Linked DNA regions of Sus scrofa: region 2 is linked to region 1. The links are chromatin contacts, called in public HiChIP or PLAC-seq maps. All regions are on one chromosome and are shown on one strand. The core of a region is the stretch at or near the end of the contact, and the rest is flanking DNA. Distances in the headings are between cores, read along the strand shown. Region 1 has its middle 55 kb from the start of EBF2. Region 2 has its middle 45 kb from the start of PNMA2.

The links. HiChIP or PLAC-seq counts read pairs in DNA pulled down with a chosen protein or histone mark.
Region 2: an H3K27ac HiChIP or PLAC-seq map of alveolar macrophages shows a contact between it and region 1. The contact joins two enhancer-like sites. A contact is called at or near these places in 1 of 47 Hi-C or Micro-C datasets (embryonic fibroblasts) and 1 of 2 datasets of contacts at active chromatin or transcription factors (alveolar macrophages).

What each region holds. Positions count from the first base shown.
Region 1 is chr14:10,081,137-10,084,704 of Sscrofa11.1, forward strand. No RefSeq gene overlaps it. Among named protein-coding and RNA genes, the nearest start is that of EBF2, 55 kb to the left of the region's middle. Within about 2 kb of position 2,020, at least 40 of the 83 cell types and tissues checked have an H3K27ac peak or open chromatin away from gene starts, as enhancers often do. A contact at or near this core is called in alveolar macrophages, where this site is marked.
Region 2 is chr14:10,381,760-10,385,327 of Sscrofa11.1, forward strand. No RefSeq gene overlaps it. Among named protein-coding and RNA genes, the nearest start is that of PNMA2, 45 kb to the right of the region's middle. Within about 2 kb of position 1,687, at least 76 of the 83 cell types and tissues checked have an H3K27ac peak or open chromatin away from gene starts, as enhancers often do. A contact at or near this core is called in alveolar macrophages, where this site is marked.

The DNA of each region.
Region 1 (3,568 bases), core at 770-3,269:
CACAGGAAGGAAATGGAATGACAGCCCCATCCATGGATCATATTGTACCCTTCTCATTCAGAGTGCAACCACACACTCACTCCAGGGCCTGACAGCAGAAACGTATATGTAATTTACACACACACATATACATTAATTTATAAAAGTATAAATAGTTTTCATAACTGATTGTGGCAACCAAATTTGAGCCTGCTTAAAATCTTGTGCTATTACACACTCTTAAAGACTTTGGGGCTGATCTAAGGAATTGTGAATGATAAAGCGGCAGTTGGTTAGGAGACAATATCTGTAAAACTTTCGGCCTTTTCATTTAATTAAAATCCAATATCTGAGTGTGCCCACCCAGATGTAGGTCAGTCCGAAACTAGAATGTGAATAGCTTGTGGCGCTAGACTCCCATTCATGTGTGAAAGGAAAACCAAAACGAATTGCTATTGCTGAGCAAGCTCTAAAACGGAGCCAGGAGGCCACTGAGGAAGTGTGACTTAGGTACATCTCAGCCTGGATGGAATCTAATCCTTTGACTTTTGGGGGGGGCACACTCGCAGCATATGGAAGTTCCCAGGCTAGGAGTCGAATTGGAGCTGCCGGCCTACACCACAGCCACGGCAATGCCAGACCTGAGCCGCATCTGCGACCTATACCATAGTTCACGGCAACGCTGGATCCTTAACCTGCTGAGCGAGGCCAGGTATCAAACCCACATTCTTGTGGATAATAGTCGGGCTCATTACTGCTGAGCCACAACAGGAACTCCCTCCTTTGACTATTTATTGTCCTAACAAAGGCATTCAGAACATCTGCCTGAAACTCAAGATCCTGACTGGGGAGTTGTCATTGTGGCTCAGAGGGTTAAGAACATGACATAGTGTCTGTGAGGATGCAATTTGGGTTCAATCCCTGGTCTCACTCAGGGGGTTAAGGAAATAGTGTTGCCGCAAGCTGCAGCATAGGTTGCAGCCATGGCTCAGATCCTGCATTGGCTGTGGCCTCAGCTGCAGCTCAGATGCAGCCCCTAGCCAGGAACTTCCACATGCCAATTGCAGCCCGTAAAAAGAAAAGAAAAAAAAAAAAGATACTGTCTGGCCCCCTTACCCTGAAACAACTCGTGATGGATGACTATTTCCTTTCTTGTGTCAGAGTATCGCCTGCTGGCTTTTGCCTTTATAAGCCCCCTACTCTTTCTCTTCCCTGGAACACTCTTTCAGTTTTATCCAAATCTGTGTCTCCTGAACTTCAATTCTTTTTTTTTTTTTTTTTTTTTTTTTTTTTTTGCTTTTTTGGGCCGCACCCAAGGCATATGGAAGCTTCCAGGCTAGGGGTCAAATCGGAGCTGTAGCCATTAGCCTACACCACAGCTCACAGCAACACCGGATCCTTAACCCAATGAGCAAGGCCAGGGATAGAACCCTCTTCCTCATGGATGCTAGTGGGGTTCATTAACTGTTGAGCCACATGGGGAACTCCAAAAATAGTGTTTTTGTTTATACATCAACTGGGTTAGAACTTAGCTCAGATAATTAATAATAAATGGCCTTTCATTTCATGGATGTCCAGTGGGGTATCTGAAAGCCCACACAGTTCTTTGCTGTGCAGGACCATTCCACATTTTGGAGGGTATCTGGCATCACTGGCAAATCCCATTAAATGCCAGCGGTTCCCCTTTGTAGCAAAAAAAAAAGAAGAAAAAAGAAAAAGAAAAAAAAAATTCCTCCCACCGAGTCCCAAGAGCCCTTCTTAAAGAACCACTGAGATTCGGGGCGTGAGAACCAGGCAGGTTGTCTGGGATGGGGTTCAGCCAGGGCCTGCAGTCCTCTCATCACTAGAGCCATCGCAAGGAAGCCAGTAGAAAGCCGGTTCTTTGGTGGACCAACCCGGAGCATGGGAATCAAGGAGAAGAAGGATGCGTGAAAGAGTTCTCCTCCCGGTTCTGCACTCTGGCTCCGGGTTGCACCAGCAGCAAGACGATTGCCGCTCCCTCCCAGGCGAGGGAGCCAAAGAGCCTGCGACACGTCGAGGTGCCGCCGGGAGACCTGACTCAGCCCTCCCGGATGATACAGCAGGGCTGCTGACTGTGACCCTGGCGGTGACAGCTACTATTTATTGAATAATTAACAAGTTCGTTACTATCTTTTTCATGTAATTTTAACAACCTATTTATTACAGGCGAGAAAACAAGTTCAGGCAGTTGTAAGAAGCTGGGGAAATCAAAAGTCACTGACACAAGGCAAGGGCACTGTCGCAGAGATTCCTACCCGGCAGACTCAAAGCCGCTCGTTCCGAGTCTCCCTTGGCAGACTTCCCAGTGGGACAGCTGCCAAACTCCATCTCCGCCCGCCCGCCTTCGCGGTTGGCTGGGACTTGAGCTGAGAGGCTGGGTCCGCCACTTTCCCACTGGGCTGAGGACCGCGCTGCCAGCGCCCTCCTCTCCCGGTTTTTCTCCTACCGCGAGATCTGACGGATGGAGGGGCGCTTAGCTCACCCGCGTGATGTCTCTGGTGCCATCTCAAAGGTGTAAAGACTTGGGAAGCAGTGTCTTCTCCCAAGATGCTAGCGCTGGAAGGATTGTACTTGATTGACAGCTGCTTCCGGAGCTGACTTCTCCTTTGCCTGCACAGGCTCCTCCCCCAAGATCTAGCTTGGGATATAGGCGCAGAAGCAGGACTGAATATTCCTATTGTTTTCCTCCTGTCATCCCTTTACTGAGAGCCTGGAGAGCCCGCTTGAAGTCAATTCCTACTCCACAGAAGGCCCTTTGCTGTGAACCCTTAACCCCCTCCTTGCCAGCGTCTCCCATCCCTACCACTTACTGGGTGGGACTAGCCTGTCACTGAGCCCTGATGGCTACAGTTTTCTGTCAGTGCACAAGACCTTTGCGTCCAGGGACAGCTAGAGCTGCAATTCCACCCCACCCTTTTTAGGGCTGCACCTGTGCACATGGAAGTTCCCAGGCTAGGGGTGGAATTGCAGCTCTAGCTGCTTGTCTACACCACAGCCACAGCAATACCAGATCCAAGCTGCCTCTGCAAACCACACCACAGCTCACAGCAATGCTGGATTCTTAACCTCCTGAGCAAGGCCAGGGATCCAACCCACATTTTCATGGATACTAGTCGGATTCTTAACCCCCTGAGCCACAACGGGAACTCCCTTCCATCCTTTTAATCCTTGTAATTAAAGGGTTACATGCTCCATTGTAATTAATGAAATCGTTAGAGACAAGCACTAATAATTAAGACAATTGCCTTTTTTTTTCTTTACACTGTCACAGCACCTCATTGGATCCTCACTACAACCTTGCTAGGCGCTGTTCCTGTTACTGCCTTTCTACAGATGAGGAAGGTGGAGGCCCAAGTCACACACCTGGGACCTGGTCTTGATTCTAGCTCCTCTCACCCCAAACCCCAGTGCCCCTCAGCAAGGGGTTTATGCACCTGCTACTAAGTCCTCTGCATCTCTTGAAAACTCGTTTTACTCAAGTAATTTGGCAGTTCCTTTAAAAAGTAGAAAGATTTTGTTCTTTCTCTCAAACTTTTTTTTTTTTCCTTTGTTTTAGCCCTCCAGAGGC
Region 2 (3,568 bases), core at 437-2,936, 300 kb after region 1:
TTCCTTTGTTTCATTTATGGTTTCCCCTTTGAATTCCACTTTGTATGACATTGGATTTATCACCTCTGCTTTCTTTTTTGGCTTGTACCTCATTCACTCCTTCTTTCCTTCAGTCAGTAAAGAGCCACGTGCTCCTGCTGTTGCCGTTCTGGGTGCTGAGGATAGAGCAGGCAACAAAAAAAACCAAAATAAAATTATCGTTACCCTCCTGGAACTTACATTATGGTGCAAGAAAAAGAATGTAAAACAAGATAAAAATAGGATCTAGTGTTTCAGGTCCTTTTTTTTTTTTTTTTTTTTTTTTTTGCGACACCGGGGCATGCAGAAGTTCCCGGGCAAAGCATGGAACACTTGCCATAGCAGCGACCCAAGCCGCTACAGTGACAAAGCAGGATCCTCAACCCGCCGAGACACAAGAGCATTTCTTAGGTCCTTTCTATGCAAAGTGTCCTGCACAGCTCCATAGGCAGCAGTAGCACAGTGCGTGAGCGAGTTAGAAACACAGGCACCCACGTTGGACCAACTGAATGGGCATATGCGTTGTAGAAAGTTTCCAAGGTGACCCACCGCACTTTCGGGTTTGAAAAGTACTGCTTAGATCCTGATAAATGCTAGGGAGAAAAGGTGAACTGTGAAGGGGTTGGCCTCGATGGGAAGGAGACTTTGAGTAGAGGAGGCGAGCTCCGCAGATACCCGGAGGAAGAAGCTGCAGCAAAAGGTAAGACAGAGCAAGCGGGTGAAGGAGACTCTGGAAGAAGCCGACTCCTCCTCCCCTGACCTTTATTCCAGGCCTTTTGTTTTGGGTGTGCTCCTGCTGCGGCGCAGTGTCTGAGCGCGGCTCTTTGGGCGGTATAGCTAGATCTCCATTCGCAGGATGCTAGCAGCGCCGTGCACTGTGCTTACTCTTGTGCACTGATACGTAGCTTTTCCGCCCAGAGTTGCTGCCATTCCGTCACAGCTCCCAAGGCTTTCTCTTTGAAACGCCCCCCCCCCACCAACCTGCCAGGCTAGTACAGGAAAAAATCCCAAGGCCACCCTTTCAGTTTACCCTTTCTCTCGGCTTCCCCTACCTAAACGTTCCGCCCTAAGCTCCGCCTCTCATCCCTGCGATCTTCCCGTTTTTCAATGCCTGCACCATCGAAACTCTTAGGACAGTAGTCCAGGCAAGTGGATCACAAATGGGGCCGAAAATCAACCAGGCCTTCAATGGCCCTTGGTTTCTGAGCGTGAGGACGCGGACTCCGGCCTGGATCCCCAAAAGAACCAGCCTCCGCCGCCCAGCCTGGGACCTTGGCGCAGCCACTTGATCCCGCCACTCTGTTCTTTCCTCCGATATGAGGAGATAACACCGCCTCACTGGGTTGTTTTGAGGCCCAAGAGAGAGCATTTGTAGGAGAGTATTTTGTAAGCGACAGAGGGCCAAACACACGCAACTAACTTCAGTTCTCTGATTGCGGCTAAATGATAGATGTCTGGCTCCCTCCCCCCACCCTACCCCGGCCATCTTCCGGTTTCTTCCGCACCCGGAGTTGCCCTCCCGCCGGGTGACTGCACACACCATACATGATTCCGCATCTCCGGCCACAGGTTTCCCCCGGGAAGAGAGGCTGGGTGCGGAGGAGAGGGCTGATTGGCTGGGCAGGAAGTGGGACGAGCGGTGACGTGCAGAGCCCGGGAGAATACGCCTAGCTGTGCCGGGGCTGCGGCGAGGGCGGGGGCAGGGGCGGGACCGAAAGGGTGCTGACCTGTAGAGAGGCGGGGTGGTGGGGAGAAGTGGGGAACTCAGAAGGATTGGAGAGAAGGGAGAGGGGGCGGAGGAAGGAGGAGGGAAGGGTGGGGTCGGGCAGGGTGGAGAAGAGATGGAGAGCGAAAGGAACAGTGTGGAGAGGGGAGATGGGCGGGGCGGGAGGGGGGTGCGGGCAGGAAAGTGGGATCGGGGACACCCTGGGGAGGAGGGGGAAGGGGCGGAATGAGGAGGGGGGATGGGTGGGGAAGGGTGGGGATGGGTGGGGATGGGCGGGGTGGAAGGGGGAAGGAGAGGGAAAGAACTGGAAGTGGAGGGTAGAGTCTGACCGAGAGGAAAAGGGGAGGGCCGGGGTGGAAAAGAGATGGGGGCAAGGGGCCCCTTTCTTTGGCCTGGGTGGAGACCTGGTCTCGTCCGGCGGGTCAAGCGGAAGACTGTCCCTGGTGAATCGTCACTGGTCCGTAGGGGAAGGGACAGAGCCTGAGTTGCGGAGGAGGGGGCTCGGGAGAGAGAGGCACCCGCAGAGGCGCCAGGCGGGAATAGGGTTTAGCAGGCGCCCGCGGAGACTTGGCTCCGCGCGTCGCTGCGCCTGGGAGGTTTCTCTTCACAGCGCGTTTCTGGGCCTTTCGGTTCTTCCCCCGCCGGCAGTTCTCACAGCCGCCGCCCTTTCCTCCCTTGGCCGCTGTCCCGCGCAGGAGCGAAGGGCAGTCGGGTTCGTGTCCCGGCACTGTCTGGCTGGCTGGCGGGGCAGAGGGATGGGCACTCAGTGACCCGCAGCCCGACTTCCCTGTGGGCTCTGTGCGGGTTCTTGGGGTGTGGAACTGGAGTATGAGGTAACCAGGAGGACCCCAGGAGAAGGTACTTGTGGAGATCTGACCTCCGGGTTTGCCAGCATCAGGGCGGAGGAAGCATGGGCCTTGAAAGAAGGAAGGGATCTGGGTGCCCCCCAGGCCGGGAGAATGAGGAGATGGAGGAGCTGGCCTACTGGGGTCTAGGACTGGAGGAGTGAGAGGCCAGCCGGAAAGGTCCCGGCCCATTCAGTGCCTGCAGAGTCAGCTGTGTGACCCTCAGCTTTGTGACCCAGGGGGAGGTAGCCCTCCCAGCCTTTAAGTCTTCTCCTGCAGGTGGGACACTGCCTCACTGTTGTGAAGGTTTATAAAGTATGTGAAATGAGCTATTCCCAGCATGGCAGCTGCTTAGGAAGCTTAGTCCTTTTCCCTCCTGGAAGGAGAAGACGTTGAACTTGAGAGGCCTTGCTGGATACTTTAGAAACACAGCAAAGAGCCAAATAGAGTTCAACAGCACCAGTGTCTAAGAGTCAAATGGAACAGGCGCCTGAACAGACTGGCAATCTTCTTCCTCTTTTTTTTTTTTGTCTTTTTTTTAGGGACTCACCCACAGGATATGGAGGTTCCCAGGCTAGGGGTTGAATCATAGCTGTACACCACAGCCACAGCAATGCAGGATCCGAACTGAGTCTGCCACCTACACCACAGCTCAGGGCAATGCGAGATCCTTAACCCACTGAGCAAGGTCAGGGATCAATCCTGCGTCCTCATGGATGTTAGTCAGATTCCTTTCCGCTGAGCCACCACAGGAACTCCCCCTGGACATCCTCTGATATGCACATCTCCTTACAGGCTGGGTCTGTGTTAGGACTGACTGTGGTCTGTTTGTTTAGTCTTTGTGAGGGACTCTTACATAGCACCACAGAGGAATTTTATTGCTACTGATGGCATCACAATGGACAGACCCACACAGATGCACACATCTGGGGGCTTTCTCTGGCTCCTAGGTATATAGAACCATCCAGATTATCTTAAG